2 separate regions of the Arachis hypogaea genome follow, and region 2 is linked to region 1. Evidence: chromatin contacts called from public Hi-C data. All regions are on one chromosome and are shown on one strand. Each heading gives the region's core, a stretch centred on a gene start, on an enhancer-like site or on the middle of the called end of the contact. The rest is flanking DNA. Distances are from core to core; before and after follow the strand shown. Region 1 has its middle 12 kb from the start of LOC112737570. Region 2 has its middle 6.0 kb from the start of TRNAY-GUA.

Region 1 (6,590 bases), core at 851-3,350:
GAACTTGTTTTATTTAGCATTAATTAATTATCGCAATAATTAATGAATGCTAAATAAGACAAGTTATGACTGTTTCTGGCTGATTTTCTTTGGTTACCAAACATTTTCGTTTTTTTTTTTTAGTCAATGATTAATGTGAAAACTGCCAAATTTTTAAAGTTCTCTTTAAATTTCTTTGCACATACTTTAGTGAAAGAATCCTCTAAATATAAAATCTTCATTTGGCCCTTTTATCTTAAAATGTCTAAATTATCTTCCCCAACATATATATATCAGATTTATGTGTAACTTCAACAAGAAAGGCTTATTATGTCATTTACTTGATGAAGAATTAAGGTTTTACCCCATTTTTAACAAGAATATAGATCACACATACACATACACTTCTTCCAAGTTCAACTTAACACCCTATAAAATAGAATAGTTAAACTAACGCTGATTAAAAGTAAGACACAGAACAAAATAAAACCACATCCCCCCCCCCCCCCCCCCTTTTTTTTCTCCCCGCCAAAAAAATTGGTCTGAATGAAGTTTTCGCATTAGACAATTTCATTTTCTACCACTGGAAGAAAAATTAGACCTTTAACTATCAGTAAAATTAATTAATTAGTTTGTTAGGTTATTTTTATTTGTGAAATGACTGTAAAATAACATTTTCAAAGATTTTTTTACAACACTATAAAAAAATGATTTGGTAATACTTTTAGTTTATTGACAAATGTTTTTACTATCAAAACAATAATTTCTAAATGTCAGTAATTTTTTTCTATTACAATGATTTGAATGTTAAGAATATCGTTTTTTTTTTTTTGAAAATTAGTTACCAATTTACATAAAATATATTAAACATTTTTTATAATTAATTAATGACTGTAAAAATTGTACTACTAATATGATAATTAATTTGTACAACTATTAACTGTAATTAATGTTCATTTTCTTGTAGTATATATTTTCATTCCATTTGAAAGAGTAAATACCAAAAGTGATCCCTACTTTCTATGAATTTCATATAGAATATTTTGGTTTCAATTAAATTGTATAGTATTTTAAAAGTTTCTGAAAAATATTTTCATTAAACAGATTGCCCCTATGTAGCTTTTAATAAAAATGTAATATTTGTAGAAAAAATAAATTGTTAATAAATTTTATTATAATAAATTAAATCTTAAAACTATCATTATAAGAAACAAAATGTGGATATTAATTAAAAAAGCTCGCACAATGCCAAAATTACCCCTATGACAGAACAATAACTGTATACGTTTTTTTTTTTTTGGACCAGTAACAATAACTGTATACTTTGCTCTGATTTAGGAGTCGTAATTTTTTTTTTTTGGGTGTACAGCCGTAATTTTTTGGTTTGAATAATTTGAAAAAGACTGTAAAGTACTAATAACACGCTGATATTGTTTTTTGTATTCATATTGGTTTTATGTTTTGGTCAGAAGTGGTATGGTTTTGTAATCAGCAACAAATAGATAATTGTGAAAACTTCTGAGCAATAGCCTGTGACTATTTTGGGCTTGCACCTCAATGTTCATGAGAACTGTCATATTTGGGCCTGGCCTATTTTATTTTGGATATTAATAAAATACTCACAAGAGGGAAACCAAAAAAAAAAAAAAAATACTCACAAGAGTGCGTTCCAATCTGATATTTATTTAAATTCTAGTGTAGTTGCTAGGTTTGTATGTGTGTGGGATGTGTGAATGAGTGAGTTGTATGACAAAAAAAAAAAAAAAACTAATTTCACATTCTAGCTATGATTAAATTGTTTTGGGATAGTTAGAGTAGTTGTAATTGGAATTTAGGATTTTATCCGGTTTAGGTTTGTTTGGGTCGGATTATTCGAGACAGACCCACAAAAAAATGATATATGTAATTCATGGAAATAAGAGAAAATACGTGTATACAGGTGAATATGAGAATTTATGATTTTATATTTAGATTTGTTTGGGTTGGATTTTTCGACCCAAACCCGTCAAAAAATTGATATATGAAACTCATGGAAAGAAGAAAAAATGTGTGTGTATAGGTGAACATGAGAATCTAAGATTTTATCCGGTTTAGGTTTGTTTGGGTCGGATTATTCAATCCAGACCCGCCCAAAAAAATAATATATGAAACCCATGGAAAGAAGAGAGAATGTGTGTGTATAGGTGAATATGAATCCAATAATATTCACAGATCATATTTATATTCATTTGATATGTAAGTTGCGGAGATATCTGTATCCGCAGATTTGATGTGCAAATCTACAATACATAATATATATATATATATATATATATATATATATATATATATATATATATATATATATATATATATATATATATATATTTAGAGTTACGTTTAGTATTTTTCTTTTGGAAACTTAAATTTTTTTTATGCGTATCTCACACACTCCACTCCCTAAAAAATTAGCTAATAATAATAATAACAATAATAATAATTATTATTATTATTATTATTATTATTATTATTATTATTATTTATTAGTATGCTTTTTTTATAAAAATCATTTGTTAAAATAATTTTTAATAAGATATCTACTTAATTTTAAGTGATGGAATATTTTCTAATCCTATATTTATATTTTGTATAGTTTTTTTTTATCCTCTAAATTTATTAGAAATAAGTTTTTTAGAAAATTTTCTATTTTGCTAATCCAATCCAATACGCTCTGTAAAATTTTTTATTTTGTGGATATATTCGATATTCAATCCGCTTGGATCCAAACATAAAAAATACTGATATTGTATTCAATCTGATGTGATGTATTTAGTACGAATTCGGATCGAAATTTTGATCACATTTAATCCAATTCAATTTGTGTGCAACCCTAATTTAAAGTTACTGTATGCTCTAACTTTTTATTACATTCTTAATTACACCAACAGTTTCGCTATCAACTTCTCAATTGTATTGAATAAGACATTAATAAAATCTTTATATGTTTTAACTTCTCAAATTCTGAAAATTTAAAAATATTAAAAAAACACAAATATATAGACACATAAATATATTTTAGTGTAGGATCCAAATCAAAAATGAACTTATATAACGAACTTATATAACGAAAAAAGAGAAGTTAGCACTTCAAATAGAAAGTCAGAGTTGAAGCTGAACGTTCACCTTAGCGGCACCTCTGAGGTTAGATGCATAGTATATAACTAGCAATATAACATACCAATTAGTTAAATCATGAAAGAAAAACAACCATTAGTACCCACGAATTTTATCAATGTTGACAAAAGTACTCATCAAACAAAAAAATTAACGTTGTACCCATAAAAGATGGATTCCGTATGACAAAAGTACCAAAAGTCTAATTTTTTGTTGACTCTAACAAAATACCTAAATTAACCATATCCTTTTCTCTTTCCTAAATTTCAACAACAACAGTGCTTCAAAAAATTCCATCCATCAAATACAATATTATCACCTTTGTTTTTTCTCCCAAATCTTCTTATTCTTCTCAAAATTTACCAAAAAAACATACTCTTCCAGAATTAGAAGCTTAACATGGTTGAATCTACAACAACCATTCTCACTGTCGGTTACTGCCCTCTCACTGTCATCGCCTCATCGTTGTCGTGCCTTGCACAACACTCGTTCAACAGCATCGTCGTCTCTTGCTCCATGCTCGTTCGTCATCATTGTGACCTCCTAATTGATCTTCCTCGTCATTATCGCCTCCAGCAGAATCGTGACCGCCATCAGCAGCATCGTTGCAGCCTCCATCAGCCTCTTCGTCACTCATCGGCGCTGCCTCTCGCAGCCTCATCGTCGTCGTCGCATCAATCTTTCATTTTGTCGTGGCTACCTCGCATTTGTTACCACCTTCTGTACTAAGTCCGTTTCTCTTATTAAGATTTTGGGGTTTGGGGTTTGTTCAATTTTTTTGGCAATATAAATTCTGGGTATGACTTGATTAAGTAAATTGATTGGCAATTTAACCTTTTTTGTTGTTGTTGTTGGTGGTGGTGGTGTAGATGGTGGGAAGGACCTTTCAGATTCTAAGTGTTTTGGGTACTTTTACATTGAAATTTTTTTATTTCCAAAGAAATGGGCGTTGGTGCTGAAATTTGGGAAAGAAGAGAGAACGTGGAGTTGAGGTTGAAAATAAATGATGGGTTAATTTGAAAATTTTGTTAAAAAATCAACAAAAAATTAGGGTTTGGGTAGTTTTGTCGTACAAAACCTATCTTTCATGGATACAACTTTAGTTTTCTTGTTTAATAGGTATTTTTGTTAGCGTTCGTAAAGTTCATGGGTACTAATAGTTATTTTTCCAAATCATTAATCTATGGATTCCTATCGAAAAAAAAGGAGACAAACTATGACTAAGTATATAAAGTTATATAGTGCTAGTTTGGATTGGTTTTTTAAGTGAAAAAAGTACTTTTCTTAAAAAATAAAGTACTTTTATTTAATTTAAAACTTATTTAGATACGCCTTTAAAAAAAATATTTTTATTAAAAAAAAACAATTCAATGAGATATAAGTGGGTATGGCTTGGACATATAAGTGAGTGCTTTGAATCTTGGATGGATCATAAGGTGTCACAACAATTCAATGAGGTATGGAGTTCTCACTTTTATACTATCGGATTTATTCCACCACTAAATTCTATGGTAAATAGGTTACCGACGAATTTTTTAGTAAATTCACTGATAAATCTAACGGTATTCGGATACTTTCTTGTAATGTGTATCATCTTCAAGCTCTTCCAAAATGCTATTTTTTAATTCATTTTGTTATCTTAGTCTAGAGTGTTAGCTATTGTAATAAGCATATAAATTTATCTATTCTTTAATTTAGAAGGGTTGTAACGTTTTAAATGTCTTTTGTTAAAATGTTCGAGTCTAACACAAATCTAAGGTAATATTTGACAAAAAAAATTAGTATATTAGACTAAATGAAGTAACCATCGAATAATTATATTTGTTTCAAAATTCTACAACCCCTCACAACGATGACAGACTTATTGATCCAAAATAATTTTCAATATTTTTTTCTACTTCAAGATAGACAATAAAAATTTTACTAAAAGAAGGTAAGATATAATTTATGAGTTAAGTCTTAAAGTAGTCCCTAAACTTGCGCTCGAGCCTCAAAATGATCCCTGAAATTAATAGTTCCTTAAATTCGTCCCTGAAATTGCACTCCGAGACTCATAGTTATCCCTGAATGATTTTTCGTTCATCCAAACCTTAAAACGACGTCGTTTTGAACAAAAAAAAGAAAAAAAAAAAGCGTACCATAGACCCCAATTCAAAAAAAAAAAAAAAAAAAAGAAAAAAAAGCCTACCGTAGAACACTCCCCCTCCCCAAAACCCATTTCCAATCTGTTCCTTTCCCCCTCCCCATCCCCAACTCTTTTCCCTTCCCCTTTCCCTTTCCCTTCCCCTTCTCCATCCCCAACCCCTTCTGTTCCTTTCCCCATTCCCATCCTCAACTCCTTTTCCTTCCCCTTCCCCTTCCCTATCCCTATTCACAACCCCTTCTCTTTCCCCTTCCTCTTCTGCGTTCTCAACCTTTCCCTTTCCCTTTTCCTTCCTCTTCTACGTTTCCAACCTTTTCCTTTCCCTTCCCTTTCTGCTTCCCCCAACCTTCTCTTTCCCCTTTCACATGTATGCTCTGGTTGTTGTTGTTGTCGCCACTAGATGAGAAGGTGAAGGTAGAAGAGGAGGAGGAGTCAGACGCGGGTGGTTGTTGGCGCTGCACGGCGGAAGTTGAGCGGCAGACAAAGTGTGAAAGGGATGATGAGAGTGGGAAGAGTAGTGTTCGGAATTTTATTGATTTCAGAGATTTTGTTATTAAATTTGCCATTTCATTTTGGTTTGCGGTGGTGGTCGTTGATAGTAAGAAATTTTGAAAGAATTTTTCGGTCTGAGACAAACGAATTGGGTGCTTGGAATGAAGCTAGTTGCATTTAATTAGAAGAGGAAAGGGAAGAAGAAGGGAAAGGAGAAGGGGATGGGGAAGGAGAAGAAGGGGAAGGAGAAGAGGAAGAGGAAGGAGAAGGGGAAGGTTGGGGATGGGGAAGGGGATGGAACAGATTGGAAATTGGGGGGGGGGGGGGTTGGTTCTACGCTACACCCTTTTTTTTTTTGAATTGTGGGTCTACGGAACACTTTTTTGTTGTTGTTTAAAACGACGTCGTTTTAAGGTTTCGATGAACGAAAAATGACTCAGGGACTACTATGAGTCCCGGAGTGCAATTTCGGGGACGAATTTGAGGAACTATTAATTTCAGGGATAATTTTGAGACTCGAGTGCAAGTTTAGGGACTACTTTGAGACTTAACTCATAATTTATACTTACCCAGGCATAAGCACGAATGCATCATTGTATACAATTACTCATGATTCCTATAAAAAGAGAAGACAAAAAACAACAAAAGATACACAACAATATTCATCAATATTATTTCATTACTCGACATGTGAAGAGTTATAATATATTAACTTGTATATATGGATAAAAATTATAAAATTTATGATAAGCCATTATAAAAACTTAAATAAAATAAAAATAAAATAAATGAAATAGAAGAAACAGAGTAAAATAACGAATAA
Region 2 (6,124 bases), core at 101-2,600, 42 kb before region 1:
TAAGGAGATTTTGATAAATACTAAGTAAACAAATAATTTTATAGTTAAATTTTTAAAAAGTTACTCTTTTTTTTTACCTCTCCATTCTTTGTTCTTCTTCTCTTCTTCTTAGCAGGTTTTCTTTTTTCTTTTTTTTTTTCTTTCTTTTTTCTTCTACTCCTTTGCGCATCATTTTTTTCTTTTTCTTCTTCTTTAATATGTAAAATGTATATCTATTTTTAAATCTTAACATAATTCATATGAAATAAAGTTTTATGAAATTAAAGTAGAAATTATGTAGAAACAACCGAAAAACTAACACAAATCATTTGAAAGCAACACACAAATTATAACAAAATTACATAAAAGTTCCTTATAATAGTAGAAGAATGTGTCCTATTTTTTGGGGTAAAAAAGACTTGATTGAAAAATTAACTTGTTCATCTAGTTAAGAGTAAGAATCTGGATTTTGTTTTAACAAGAGAAAAAGTGAAAAACGACAGGAGCCTTTAAATCATGGGGTTTGGATCGTCTTCAAGTTTTCTTTTTGGTTAAGAAACTAGCTTTGCTCTCAAACCCAACAAATGCCTTACCAAAATCAGCCCATATATAGCACCACAATTCCAGAGTTACTAGATAGTTCTCAACCACCATGACCAAAAACAAAAAAGGAAAGATAGTTCTTAGCCATAAAAAAAAAAAAAAAAGAAAAATACCACAGTTCAATTCAGCTGACAAATAGTGATGCCAGTTCCAGGACCGAAAAAAAAAACCCTTGTACCTCGAATCTGAAAAATTTCAAAAGTGAAGCAAACGTAATACAAAAAATAATAATAATAAATTAATATCAATATATTTAAATATTTAAATTTAAAGTATATTTCATGTCCGTCAACTCACATTTTTTATTGACTAATTTTTATATAATACAAAAAATATTATAACTCAGTAGTTAAAGAATTTATAAGTATTATAATTCGAAGGAATCAACTTTAACTGAAATTATGAGAGCAAGATAAAAAAAAATTGTAGAAAGAAAAAAATTTGAATCAAACAATTAAAATTCACTTTATGTATAGGTATATAAAAAATAATATCTATTTTTCTATTAAGTAATTATTGAAATATTTTTTTTAATATGTGTATCACTTTTAAACCACAGCTTTTGTGATCTTCTGTCTGATCAGAATTTGAATAAATTAAACTTGTTTCTAAATTGACTTTCCACTTTTTCTTTTCTTTGAAATATGATATTAATTTGTTTGATCAATTTTTTGTGAATGAAAAGTTCCTCCCAAATTATTTGCTATGTACAGGAAATGATTCATTTTATGCATGTCTTATCAAATCACTGTTAGGCACTCAGTATAAACAGTTAGTTAGAGCTAAGTTAACAATTCTAGTAGACAGTTAAAAAATTAGTTATTACTGAATCACCTACCAAATGAATTTAAATAGAAAGATATTAGGACATCTCCTATGATGCATTATTGATTTATTGGAGATATTTTTGCCAACGTGGCGTAGTTGCTATATATTTATTAAGAATGGATTATAAATTAAAATATTACTCTAGGCATGACTAAATTTGGTGTGAGATTATAAAACACTGAATAAATAACTAAATGTTTAAATCAGTACCAATGAATTTTAGATGGAATATTTTAATTATTAACAAATTTTTATTATTATAAAAATTTTAAGAATTATTCTCATTAGATAAATTAATTATTTTATTATTTTCATTCAAACTTTTAATATTTTTTAACAAATATTATTATAAGAGAATTAAGATTAAAAAAATTTACCATAAGATAAAATAATTCTTTTTAAAATAACAAAATATCCGATTTATTAAAATATTTATTATTTTGATTAATTTCATATGTATTACTATTACTATAATATACATTTAATAAATTTTAATAACGATACATGATACATATACAACTTGTTATAATAAGAATATAACAACACCTTTGACTCTTAACTATTCTCACATTTTTTTTAATATATTTTTGTCTCTAACATTTTTTAAATTGTTTAAAAATATTTTTAATAGTTAATATGATTTAATTTTATTTTAAATGTCCAAAATAAGTTTTATTTATAACTTTATTGTTAATTTTGTTATGACAAGTAATCATGTACTATGGTGATTTATTACAGGGGTTACAACAGTCAAGTTGTGTGTTTGTAAAGTATCAGATTCTTGGATAAGAAAGAAGAAAGAAGAGAACACTCAGAGCGAGAGAGAGAAGAAAGTTAGAGAAAATGCTGTTGAGAAACAATTGTATTAAAAGAAGAAAAAAAAGTGATTCAGTGAGTTATATTGCAGCTACTTATAGAGTGTAAATGTGCCTTGAGTAAGTAGTTACAGATAGTTGAGTGAGTATAACTAATTGAGAGTGTGTAACTAACTGCTGAGCTGCTATCAACAACTTAACAGTTTTGGAAGTGTTCATTTATATACACTTACATGCCCCCTGAAACCAAGGGCCTTTACATCAGGGTTCTACTTCAAATACTCTTAACAAGTCCCTAAACTTGAGGAAAGCTGTTGCTGAGAGAGGCTTTGACAATGTGTCTGCCAGCTGATCCTATGCTGGAATGTGTTGAACAAAGATCTCTTTTATGGTGACAAATTCTCTAACAAAGGATTGACTTAGTGCAAAATATTTGGACTTATTATGCAGAATTGGGTTGGCTGACAATAGAACAGCATTCTGATTATCACAATAGACTATAGGTTTGGTAGAGCAGGAAATTTGAGTTCAACTAGGAGATTTTGCAACCAAACAATTTCAGTGACAGCATATGAAATTCCTATAAATTCTACTTCAGTGTTGCTTTTTGACGCTGCAGTTTGTTTTCTGCTAGCCTAAGATACCAGATTCGAACCTAAGTAAATAGCATAGCCATTTGTTAACTTTCGGTCATCAACATCACTGGTCCAGTCAGAGTCACAGAATCCATATATTCTAAAATTGGTGAATTTACTGAACCTCAAGCCGTGCTGTATAGTGCCTGAAAGGTACCTGAGAATTCGTTTGATAGCTTTCCAATGTGATTCCAATGGAGAGTGAAGAAATTGAGCCACTTTATTCACTGAGAAGGAGATTTTTGGTTTGGTGATTGTGGCATATTGAATGCCACAAACAATAGATCGATACAACGTAAGATTGTTGAATGTGGTGTCACCAAAGTTAGAGAGCTTTAGTGATGAGGTCATGGGGTTGGCACGGGTTTAGCATTGATCATATCATCTTTCTTTAGCAATTCTTTGATGTATTTGATTTGTTTCAATGTGATCGTCCCTGTGGAGCTTGAGCTGACTTCAATCCCAAGGAAGTAGTGCATTTCACCAAGATCTTTCAATGAAAAAGTGTTGTGTTGTTGTGTCATAAGGGTTGTGATCTCACTTTCAGAGATACCAGTGACCAGTATATCATCTACGTAAACAAGGATGTAGGTGGCTGAGGTTGTTGTGAATCTGGTGAAAAGGAATACATCAGATTTCGTGCTTGTGAAACTGAACTGGTGGATAGCAGCACTTAACTTTGTGAACCATGCCCTTGGGGCTTGTTTGAGTCCATAGAGCAATCTTTAGAGCTTGCACACTTGTTAGTTGTTGGGAGACACAAAACCCTCTAGCCGTTGCATGAATACATCTTCAAAGAGATCATCATTTAAGAATGCATTGTTGAAGTCAAATTGATGAATTTTCCACTCCTTTGCAAGTGCAATGCTAAGCATGGTCCGAACCATTGCAAGTCTCACTACAGGGCTGAATATTTGATCATAATCGATTCCTTGTTTTTAGTGAAAACCCTTTGCTACAAGCCTTGCCTCGTACTTTTGGATGCTACCATCTGGATTCTTTTTTACTTTAAATACCCACTTACAACCAATAAGAGTTGAGTGGGTTGGAGGATCAACTAAGCGCCAGGTGTTGTTCTTTAGCAAGACCGAGTATTTTTCTTCCATGGCTTCTCTCTAGTGTGGGGTAGCAAGGGCTTGTTCTATAGACCTCAGGAGGCACTGGTCCGCACATTCGATGTTGGTTGTGGCTAAGGTAGCATTATATACTTTTGACTTGTAGATGCCATTTTTGCTTCGTGTTTGCATTGCATGATGGTTCTGAAGGATGGGTGGTGAAGACACAGCCTCTGCTGATTGACTACCAGGTTCAATTGCTACCTGCGAAGATACAGTATCATAGGAATCTACAGTGTCAACAGTGTTAGTAGAAGTGTCGATATTAGTGACTTTAACAGATGCATTCAGTAATGAATTAGATATAGCATTGATATTAGTGGAAGGTGTATCATGTATGTCTAATCATGTGGGTGAGGGAGAGGTGATAGGTGGGGGTTGAAGGTGAGGATGTTGATAGAATGTAAAGGTTGAGGGTGGGTTAAGGGCTAGCCTGGTTGATGTTGGTGATGAGGTGTGGAACAGAGTTGGGTAAGGGAACTCATGCTCCCAAAAAATCACATTTCTAGACATATAGACCCTACCAAATGGAGATAGGCATTTGTAGCCTTTTTTTATCTGAGCTATAACCTATAAAGATGCACTTTTGGGATTTATGGTCAAATTTGTGAGTGTTATAAAATTTTAGCAGAGGGTAACATGTGCAGCCAAAGGATTTTAGGTGAAGGTAATCTGGCATGGTGTTGAAGAGGGTTTCTAGGCAAGTTTTGAGGTTGAAAACTTGGGTTGGTAAGCGATTTATCAAGAAGGTTGCAGTGAGGACAGCTTCATCCCAAAAGGAGAGAGGTAGTGAGGCTTGAGACAGTAGAGTGAGGTAAGTTTCAGTTGGGTGCCTGTGTTTGCGTTCAACGCACCCATTTTGTTGGTGTGTGTGTGGACAAGTGAGGCGATGTCAGATTCCTTGGTTTGTAAAGAACTGGTTGAAGGGTTTGGAAAGGTATTTTCTACCATTATCTATTTGCGGGGATTTTATTTTGTGGCCATTTTTGTTCTCAATCATGACTTTAAATTGGAAAAAGGCTGAGAAGATTTGGGACTTTGTTTTGAGCATGTAAGTGCATGTGTATCGACTATATGCATCTATGAAGCATGCATAGTATCTATAGCCAGACCTACTGGAAATTAGAGAAGGCCCCCAAAGATCTGAGTAGATGAGTTCTAAGGGTTTGGTATGCTGTGTTTGTGAATGAGGGAATAGGAGTTGGTGTATTTTGTTTGTGCAGTAAGGTTCATATGTTATAGTGGTAGAGGTAGTGGTTTGAGGTGGGTAAATATTAAGTTTGGCTAGAACAGTTTTAGTGATTTTGGTGGAGGGGTGGCCAAGCCGATTGTGCCAAAAGTCTAAGGTGTTAGTGGTGTTGGTGTGTGCAGTTGGTGCTGTGATTTTGGTAGTTGGAGAGGTGGTGCTGGTGTTTGGTGAATTATGATTGAAGGGACTAGTTAGGTTGTTAACAGAGGTATTTATTGTAGCCTTTGAGTTGGTCATCATAACACAAGAATCATATGCAGGGTTGTTTAGAGTTGTAATACCACAACCATTATTTGTTATGGTGCCAGAATCAGATGCACAATTATTTGAAGTTGCAGCAGTATAGTTTAAAGAGAGAATGTTGACAGTATGAGCATGAGTGCTTGAAAGAGGAATTTTATTGAATTGAGAAGAAATTGCATCAAAGTTTGTATTTACATTTGTGTCTCTACAGGAATTCTTATTTCCACTACTTACACTACTGGTGCTTGTTGCTCTTGTTGCTATGCTAGTTACACTACTGCTGCTATTTATTGCTTTCTTCTCTTTTGAGGAATTACAGCATGCATTCTTATTTTCACTTCTTGCACTACTAGTACTTACTACACTACTACTTGTTGCACTACTAGCTTTTCTTCTTTTTCTTTTGGTTTGTGATACCAAACTTCTTGTTCTTTCTCTTTTTAATTTGCTAAGCTTTTGACACTAACATTTTCACAAATGCTCTTTTTAGCATTGGTGATTTTTTCTTTTTCAACTTTTCAGATTGGCCTTTGAATTTGAATATTGTCAAATCTATACAATCCATTCCTATGCCTGCCATAGAATAGAATCTTCTTGGATTCCTGGTATTTTACGGCACATAAGTAAGACTAGAACTCAAAAAACACCCCATTATCT

The links. Hi-C and Micro-C count contacts between places; a contact is called where the count stands out from the background.
Region 2: a contact with region 1 is called in a Hi-C map of leaf, with 1.6 times the contacts expected there. The contact joins two enhancer-like sites. A contact is called at or near these places in 2 of 8 Hi-C or Micro-C datasets (leaf and an unstated tissue).

Annotation. Positions count from the first base shown.
Region 1 is chr13:19,235,746-19,242,335 of arahy.Tifrunner.gnm2.J5K5, reverse strand. No RefSeq gene overlaps it. Among protein-coding and RNA genes, the nearest start is that of LOC112737570, 12 kb to the left of the region's middle. Within about 2 kb of position 2,100, at least 2 of the 3 cell types and tissues checked have open chromatin away from gene starts, as enhancers often do.
Region 2 is chr13:19,276,992-19,283,115 of arahy.Tifrunner.gnm2.J5K5, reverse strand. No RefSeq gene overlaps it. Among protein-coding and RNA genes, the nearest start is that of TRNAY-GUA, 6.0 kb to the right of the region's middle. Within about 2 kb of position 1,350, at least 1 of the 3 cell types and tissues checked has open chromatin away from gene starts, as enhancers often do.